2 separate regions of the Mus musculus genome follow, and region 2 is linked to region 1. Evidence: chromatin contacts called from public HiChIP or PLAC-seq data. All regions are on one chromosome and are shown on one strand. The core of a region is the stretch at or near the end of the contact, and the rest is flanking DNA. Distances in the headings are between cores, read along the strand shown.

What was found. HiChIP or PLAC-seq counts read pairs in DNA pulled down with a chosen protein or histone mark.
Region 2: a contact with region 1 is called in an H3K27ac HiChIP or PLAC-seq map of embryonic stem cells, with 8 read pairs. The contact joins two enhancer-like sites. A contact is called at or near these places in 23 of 484 Hi-C or Micro-C datasets (the AML12 cell line, the G1E-ER4 cell line, the N1E-115 cell line and 16 more), 3 of 115 datasets of contacts at active chromatin or transcription factors (all in embryonic stem cells) and 1 of 9 other capture datasets (embryonic stem cells).

What each region holds. Positions count from the first base shown.
Region 1 is chr13:63,943,145-63,946,631 of GRCm38.p6, reverse strand. It overlaps the pseudogene Gm7695. Among named protein-coding and RNA genes, the nearest start is that of Gm30950, 17 kb to the right of the region's middle. Within about 2 kb of position 1,866, at least 16 of the 459 cell types and tissues checked have an H3K27ac peak or open chromatin away from gene starts, as enhancers often do. A contact at or near this core is called in embryonic stem cells, where this site is marked.
Region 2 is chr13:64,029,768-64,033,254 of GRCm38.p6, reverse strand. No RefSeq gene overlaps it. Among named protein-coding and RNA genes, the nearest start is that of Gm30999, 25 kb to the left of the region's middle. Within about 2 kb of position 1,819, at least 6 of the 459 cell types and tissues checked have an H3K27ac peak or open chromatin away from gene starts, as enhancers often do. A contact at or near this core is called in embryonic stem cells, where this site is marked.

The DNA of each region.
Region 1 (3,487 bases), core at 617-3,116:
AAAAGAATCACTAGACAGTTGCCCCTGCTTCATTCCCAGCAGCCTACACAGCACCTCCCATACTATGAAAGCTACCAGACTTCCTTTCCAGTTTCCGCGGCAGCCGCAGTCATGAGCAGCAAAGTCTCACGCGACACCCTGTACAAGGCGGTGCGGGAAGTCCTGCACTGGAACCAGCGCAAGCACCGCAAGTTTCTGGAGACAGTAGAGCTGCAGATCAACCTGAAGAACTACGACCCTCAGAAGGACAAACGTTTCTCGGGCACCGTCAGGCTTAAGTCCACCCCTCACCCCAAGTTCTCCGTGTGCATTCTGGGGGACCAGCAGCACTGTGATGAAGCCAAGGCCGTGGATATCCCCCACATGGACATCGAGGCGCTCAAGAAGCTTAACAAGAACAAGAAGTTGGTCAAGAAGCTGGCCAAGAAGTACGATGCCTTTTTGGCCTCCGAATCTCTGATCAAGCAGATCCGGGCCCAGGCTTAAACAAGGCTGGCAAGTTCCCCTCCCTGCTGACACCCAATGAAAACATGGCGGCCAAAGTGGATGAGGTGAAATCGACAATCAAGTTCCAGATGAAGAAGGTATTGTGTCTGGCCGTCGCTGTCGGCCACGTGAAGATGACCGATGATGAGCTGGTCCACAACATTCATCTGGCTGTCAATTTCTTGGTGTCCTTGCTCAAGAAAAACTGGCAAAACGTCTGGGCTTTGTACATTAAGAGCACCATGGGCAAGCCCCAGCGTCTGTATTAGGACGCTCCAATAAACCTCAGTGCTGCCACTCAAAAAAAAAAAAAAAAAAAAAAAAAAACCAAACCAAAACAAAACAAACAAAACAAAAAAAACAACCTACCAGAACGGAGGAAGCTTTTTAGTCAGTAGTTTGATCTCTCCATGTCCTGTGACCAATGTTTGTGGTGTCTTCGGCAATAGGCTATTATCATCCAGTTCTGGTGGGCAAGCAAGAGCAGTAGTAATAGTATTGCGCTACAGGTCCCCAGGGCATCCTGACCAACAACTCAATGGGGGAAGGTGTCGCATACCTACCACTGAGATTTGTATTTGGCAACCCATGACTTCTTGGAGAAGCATTATCCCCCATATAGGATAACTCCAATTAAACTCACATATATATGAAGTTTGTAAAATATTAGGTTTTCATATGGCTTTTCAAACATCCTTAACGTTAGCTGTCATCTGCCTTATTCACTGAGGCAAGCTCTTTCAGCAAATCCAGACTCACTAGCCAGCTCAGGGCTGCACACTCACGTAGCATTTCCATGGTTTCTAACATCCAAATTCTGGTCCTTAGGCTTATACAGTAAGTACTTTAACCTCTGAGCCCAGTCTCCAGCCCCCAACCTTCTACATACTTCATGAAGAACTAGGAGAGAGGAGCTGAAAATATCCAAACATGAAGAAGTAATAAGAGACGAGAGAGCTGGCTGTCTGATGGGACACAATACACTTTATATCCACACACACGGAAGCACTGTGCCGTACCCCGTAAATGCACACGGTCATTGTACTGGGTTACAATAAACATGCCATCAGAAAAGAAAATCTGTCACCTAAGCTAGTTCCCAATGCTTGTTGGAGCCTGTGATATAGAGATCTGTGTATTTGTCAAACCCCTGAAGAAACGGAAATTTTGGCCTCCGAAGGTTCCAAGGCAGTGACCTTGTTATTGTTCCTAGGGTAAGCTATTTTAATATTTCTCAGTATGTCAGCACCGAGTGCTTCCTCCTAATCCCACGTGTAAAATCTATCTGAAAAGGCCGCATAGAAACCAGAAGAACACTGCAACAAAAGAACCCAGCGACAAGGGGACGTTTACATAGTCTCTTGAATAGCTGAGTTCCAGGGGGCCACAGCAGCAAATGCAACAATTCATGTGCAACCAATCCTGAAATGTTCCTTGCAGGAGGTGAGTTTTGAGTCACATTTTAAAGGCAGTGAAAGCCATTGACTGAAGCCAGGAAACTGGGAGGAAATGATTTCTCCAAAACCACGAATCTTAAAGCAAGACAGACTCAACATTTTCCTTCTGCCCTGAGGGAATAAATTATCCGAGACAGATGAGGGGCAGGGAGGAGGGTGTGAGATCAGGTAGGGAGAAGTGGGTGGAGAGTTGCTCAAGGAAGCAGCCTGGGTTGTGTTCTGAGGCAGTACTGATGGGAGAGGTTAGTCTCTGAGCAGCCATGAGGAACCAGGGCCATAGTCATGGAAGACTGACTGACAGGCTGCCGAAAGTCGGAGTCTCTTAGATGAGCAGAGACGGCGGCTGGGATGGTTGAGGGAGAGAGTAGGGCAACTGGGAGAGACAGTGAACCACATGGGATGCACATGGGGAGCAGTGCTAAGGGATCCTTCCAGATCTACTAAGGTCAAATACCGTGATGTCGGCAAGCTAGCTCAGGGAGCAAAGGAAATGCCTGCTGCCAAGCCCGAGGACCTGAGTTCTATCCCCTGGGCCCTTGTGGTAGAAGGAGAGAACTGATCTCCACATGTGTGCCTTGGTGCATCACACACACATACCTCGCACACACACCCCCACACACACCCCTCCCGCACACACACAAGCACTGCACATGCATGCACTCCACATGCAAGTAGAGAATTGGCTTGTAGTATTCAGTTATAATACATGCAAAAAAATTTTTTTAAACTATCCTCATTCCCATTTCATTGGCCAGAACAAATCAAATAGCTATGCCCATCTTGAGATGTGCCAAGGGAGAGCGATGGGCCCCATTTTGGCCCTGGTTTGGGCCTTGAGGACAAACCCCGAGCCTGTCTCAAGTTCTGAGACCCGTCTGTCACTTCCTTATTGGAGTGACTCAGCAAGACCTGTTTGACCCTGCCTCTGCCTGGCCGTTGCTGATGTAGAGCTTTCCCGTCACCCTTCCCTGCCTCCTATGTCATCTTTACCCACCAAAATCCCCTCTCCCTATGTTCCGATTTTATATAAGTGAGAAACTGATGCCATAAAGTTGAGTTCCTGCTTCAACAAGACTCCCGGCTCAGCTCAGTGTGTTTCTTTTGGGCTGTTTACTCTCCATTTAGCTCAGCCCCAGAGAGACCCTGGTGGGATTGGTACCTCTCTCCTCTCCTCTGGACCTGCCAGCCTTGCCAGCAGGAGAGGGAACCAGAGACTTAGTAAACATATCAAAGCATGCTATACCCAGGAGTGCTGCATACACAGCTGCTTGGGGTCTTCTGTAGGGCCCTGGTATTTGCAGGCTGTAGATCCTACACAACGCTTGTGTGTAATCACAGACTTCATACTTCTGAGACACTTTCTGGACCTCTCTTTTCACTTCAGTTTCTTAAGACAAACTTCAAAATCTTGATCTCAACACTTGTAATGACCAGTTTAATGGTCAACTTTGCATAGCATAGAACTGTCTGGGAAGAGAGTCTCAGTGAGGAATTGTTTACATTGGCCGGTGGATATATCTGTGGAAGATATGTCTTAATAAGGT
Region 2 (3,487 bases), core at 570-3,069, 87 kb before region 1:
CCAGTTCTACTCAGTTCCTTCATTGTTTATATCTAACTGTTGTTACTGTTAGTGGGTGCTGGGGTTTGGACCCAGAGCTTCATGCTTGCTAAGAATATTCTGTTCTACCCAGTTATTGACTCTATTTTTTTTTTTAGCTTAACTTTGTTTTTGTCTGTTTGGTTTAGTTTTTGAAACTTATTTTTTAATGTCGCGACAATATTGTCTCTGATTCCATTTACCATTTGGGAACCCTTACAGGCAGCCTGTGATTTTCTCTTCTCTAAAACTGTTAACACAGGAGAGACAGGGCAATGCTGCTTGGCTGTGATTGGTCTAGCTCCTCCACACCTTCTCTTCTGGGCCAACCTTAGCAGCTAGCAGCTGTTCTTAACCTGGGAGTCAAAAGATCCTTTTATAGGTGTTTCCTAAGACAATTGGAAAACACAGGTATTTACATTATGATTCATAACAGTAGCAAAACTATCATTATAAAGTAGCAACAGAGTAACTTTATGGTTGGGGTCATCACAACATGAAGAACTGTATTAAAAGGTTGCAGCATTAAGGAGACTGAGAATCCCTGGGCTAGAGGATGCTTTTCTATCACTGCCAGTGACTATGTTGCATGCCTACCTGCCTTGCAGGTAGGGCTCATCCTTTGCAGGGCTTCCCACCCATCATTTTCCTTGGGTGCTTTTTTCCCTCTTTATGTGTATGTGTGTGGTATGTGTAGAACAGCCAATTTAAGCTTGTCCCTGACTAGCTCACAAGTGATGAGACTCAGACTGTGGTTATTTTATTTGTCTTTGACAATTCCTAGGGGGTAACCCCTAATCTGCTCTTCTAACTGCTGGCCTGGTTACTTCCCCAGAGGTGTACCCCAAGTACTTGCTGTTTCTCCTGGCCATGTGCTCTTCATCCATCTCCCCTCACGGCAGCGTCCTCTTTCCTCCCATTCTTCTTTCTCGCCCCACCTTGTCCAACCAGGTCACTCCAAACCCCCTATCTCTAATCTCTCTAGTAATTGACTGTAGCCAATTTTATTTAACCAAAAGATTTATTTATTTATTTATTTATTTATTTATTTATTTATTTATTTATTTATTTATATGGTTTTTTCGAGACAGGGTTTCTCTGTGTAGCCCTGGCTGTCCTGGAACGCACTTTGTAGACCAGGCTGGCCTCGAACTCAGAAATCTGCCTGTCTCTGCCTCCCGATTTGCTGGGATTAAAGGCGTGCACCACCACGCCCAGTTTAACCAATAGTTTTAAATCAAAGAACAAAGTTTGCACAACAAAAGCTTGTAAGCCCAGACCTTCCAGTATAGAATTTAGCATTACAATACATAGCAATAGACCAAACCTCAATACATATATATGTATTCGTGTTCAAGTGTGTGTTTACAGGGACCCAGGGTTGATAGTGAGAATTTTTGATTGGTCTTTGAAGTAGGGTCTCTCAGTCAAACCCAGAACTCACAAATGTGGATGGTCTACTTGTCAGCCACTTAGATGATTCCCGTCTCTGCCTTCTGAGGCCAGGATTACAGGCACTCTTATAGACCCTCTGGATTTATGTGGGTTCTGGGGACCTAAACTCTGGTCCTCTCACTAGTGTGGTAAATGCTTCAGCCACCACACCGTGTCCCCAGTCCCAAGTACTGTATTTTGCAATCATTGTATCACGAGTTATATTTAGAAGATTTTTCATAAGATGGGAGTTGGTAGAGGGTTGGAACCGGGCAGCATTCTTAGGAAAGCATCTACACTTACCTTACCTCTGCCACCTGAGGCCACTCTCCACCTGGAATGCTTTGAACTGAAGCCACACCTCCAGGGATGTTTGGTTGTGGCTTTTTTTCCCTTCAATTCCCTGAGTGGAGGGTGGAGCAGCCTCTGGGTGACGCCTGTGTTAAGTTTCTCACCTTGGGTGGTCCCTAGCCATCACTATCTTTTGCCTAGATGCTCCAGGAGGTTGTGAAAATTGAAGCTCAGATGTGCCAAGTTCTGTTAACACCTCCAGGGCAGAAGGGCTTAGAATCCAGCAATCTCTGCCTTCACTTAGGCTTGGCCTGATAAGCATCAGATTTTTTTTTTTTTTTTTTTTTTTGTGCTTTGTAACAGGTAAAGAAATTTTGTTTCAATGTCTCATATGCCTTTATTGGGAAAGGTGGTTTAAATCACAGCCCATGGTGGTCCCAGAAGCCTTAGCAACTCCCTACTGAGGCTTTTAGACTGGAGACTGTTACAGATCCTGTTCTGCCACTTGGGCCTCTGCCAGGAGTCAAAGTCTAGTCACCATGTGTGGGTTATTGCCTACTCATCATCTCTTGCTGCCGGTCAGTCAAGATGACCCAGGACCTGAATAACCTCTATTCCCAGAAGTTTGGGATGAGTGATGAATTTGTGGTGGGTACTACTAGGAAACAATTTTTCTTTGCTTTCTTCCCCTGCCCTGATATTTCCTCTGGCTTATTTCAAGGGCCTTTGAGATAAAATCCAAGAGAAACGATGTTGCTCTCCTGGGGCAAGAAACAGATTTAAAACAAAGGACTTTGAATCCCAACATTTTAAACAAAGAATCTAGAAAACACCTTTGCCTTAACCTAGCTTTGAACAAACTTAATGGGGCCACGTATCCCATCTCCCACAGGCATAAAATGTCATTTTTTAAAAACTTAAATTTTAACTAATTAATTTCTTTTAAATATATTATGTGTATGGGTGTTTTGCTGCATGTAGGTCTGTTTACTATGTGTGTCCCTGATGCCCTATGGAGACCAGAAGGGGACAATGAAGCTACTAGAACTGGGGTTAAAAACAGTTGTGAGTCACCATGTGGCCTGGGTCCTCTGGAAGAGCAGCCAGTGCTTCATGTTAGACTGGTGGGCCAATGACCTTATCTGGGTTTTATTTATTTATTGTTGTTTTTGATACAAAGTTTCTCTATGTAGTCAGTTCTGACTGGCCTGCAACTCCATCTGTAGACCAGGCTGGTCTGAACTCAGAGATCCACCTGCCTCTGGCTCTGGAGTGCTGGGATCAAAGGCATGTGTGCCATACTCTGCTTGCCTTATCTTTGTTTAAAAATATTTGTCTATACACTATACACTATAGCTGTCTTCAGACACTCCAGAAAACGGCATCAGATTTCGTTACGGATGGTTGTGAGCCACCATGTGGTTGCTGGGATTTGAACTCAGGACCTGTGGAAGAGCAGTCGGCACTCTTAAACGCTGAGCCATCTCACCAGTCCCCTTGCCTTATCTTTTTAATGTGTGGTCTGGGAACTGAATTCCTGTCTTTGGCCTACTGCGGCTAACACTGACTAAGCTATCTCCCTAGCTTTACAAAGGGTAATTTAAACTCCAGTAAAATTCATAGACAATAAGAAGACAGTAACACACTGAATTTACATACAGTTATCCTTTATTGTCCACTAGGGGATTGCTGTCAGAAACTTGTGGGTATCAGAGCTGAAGATGCTCAATTTTCTCTTGTAATA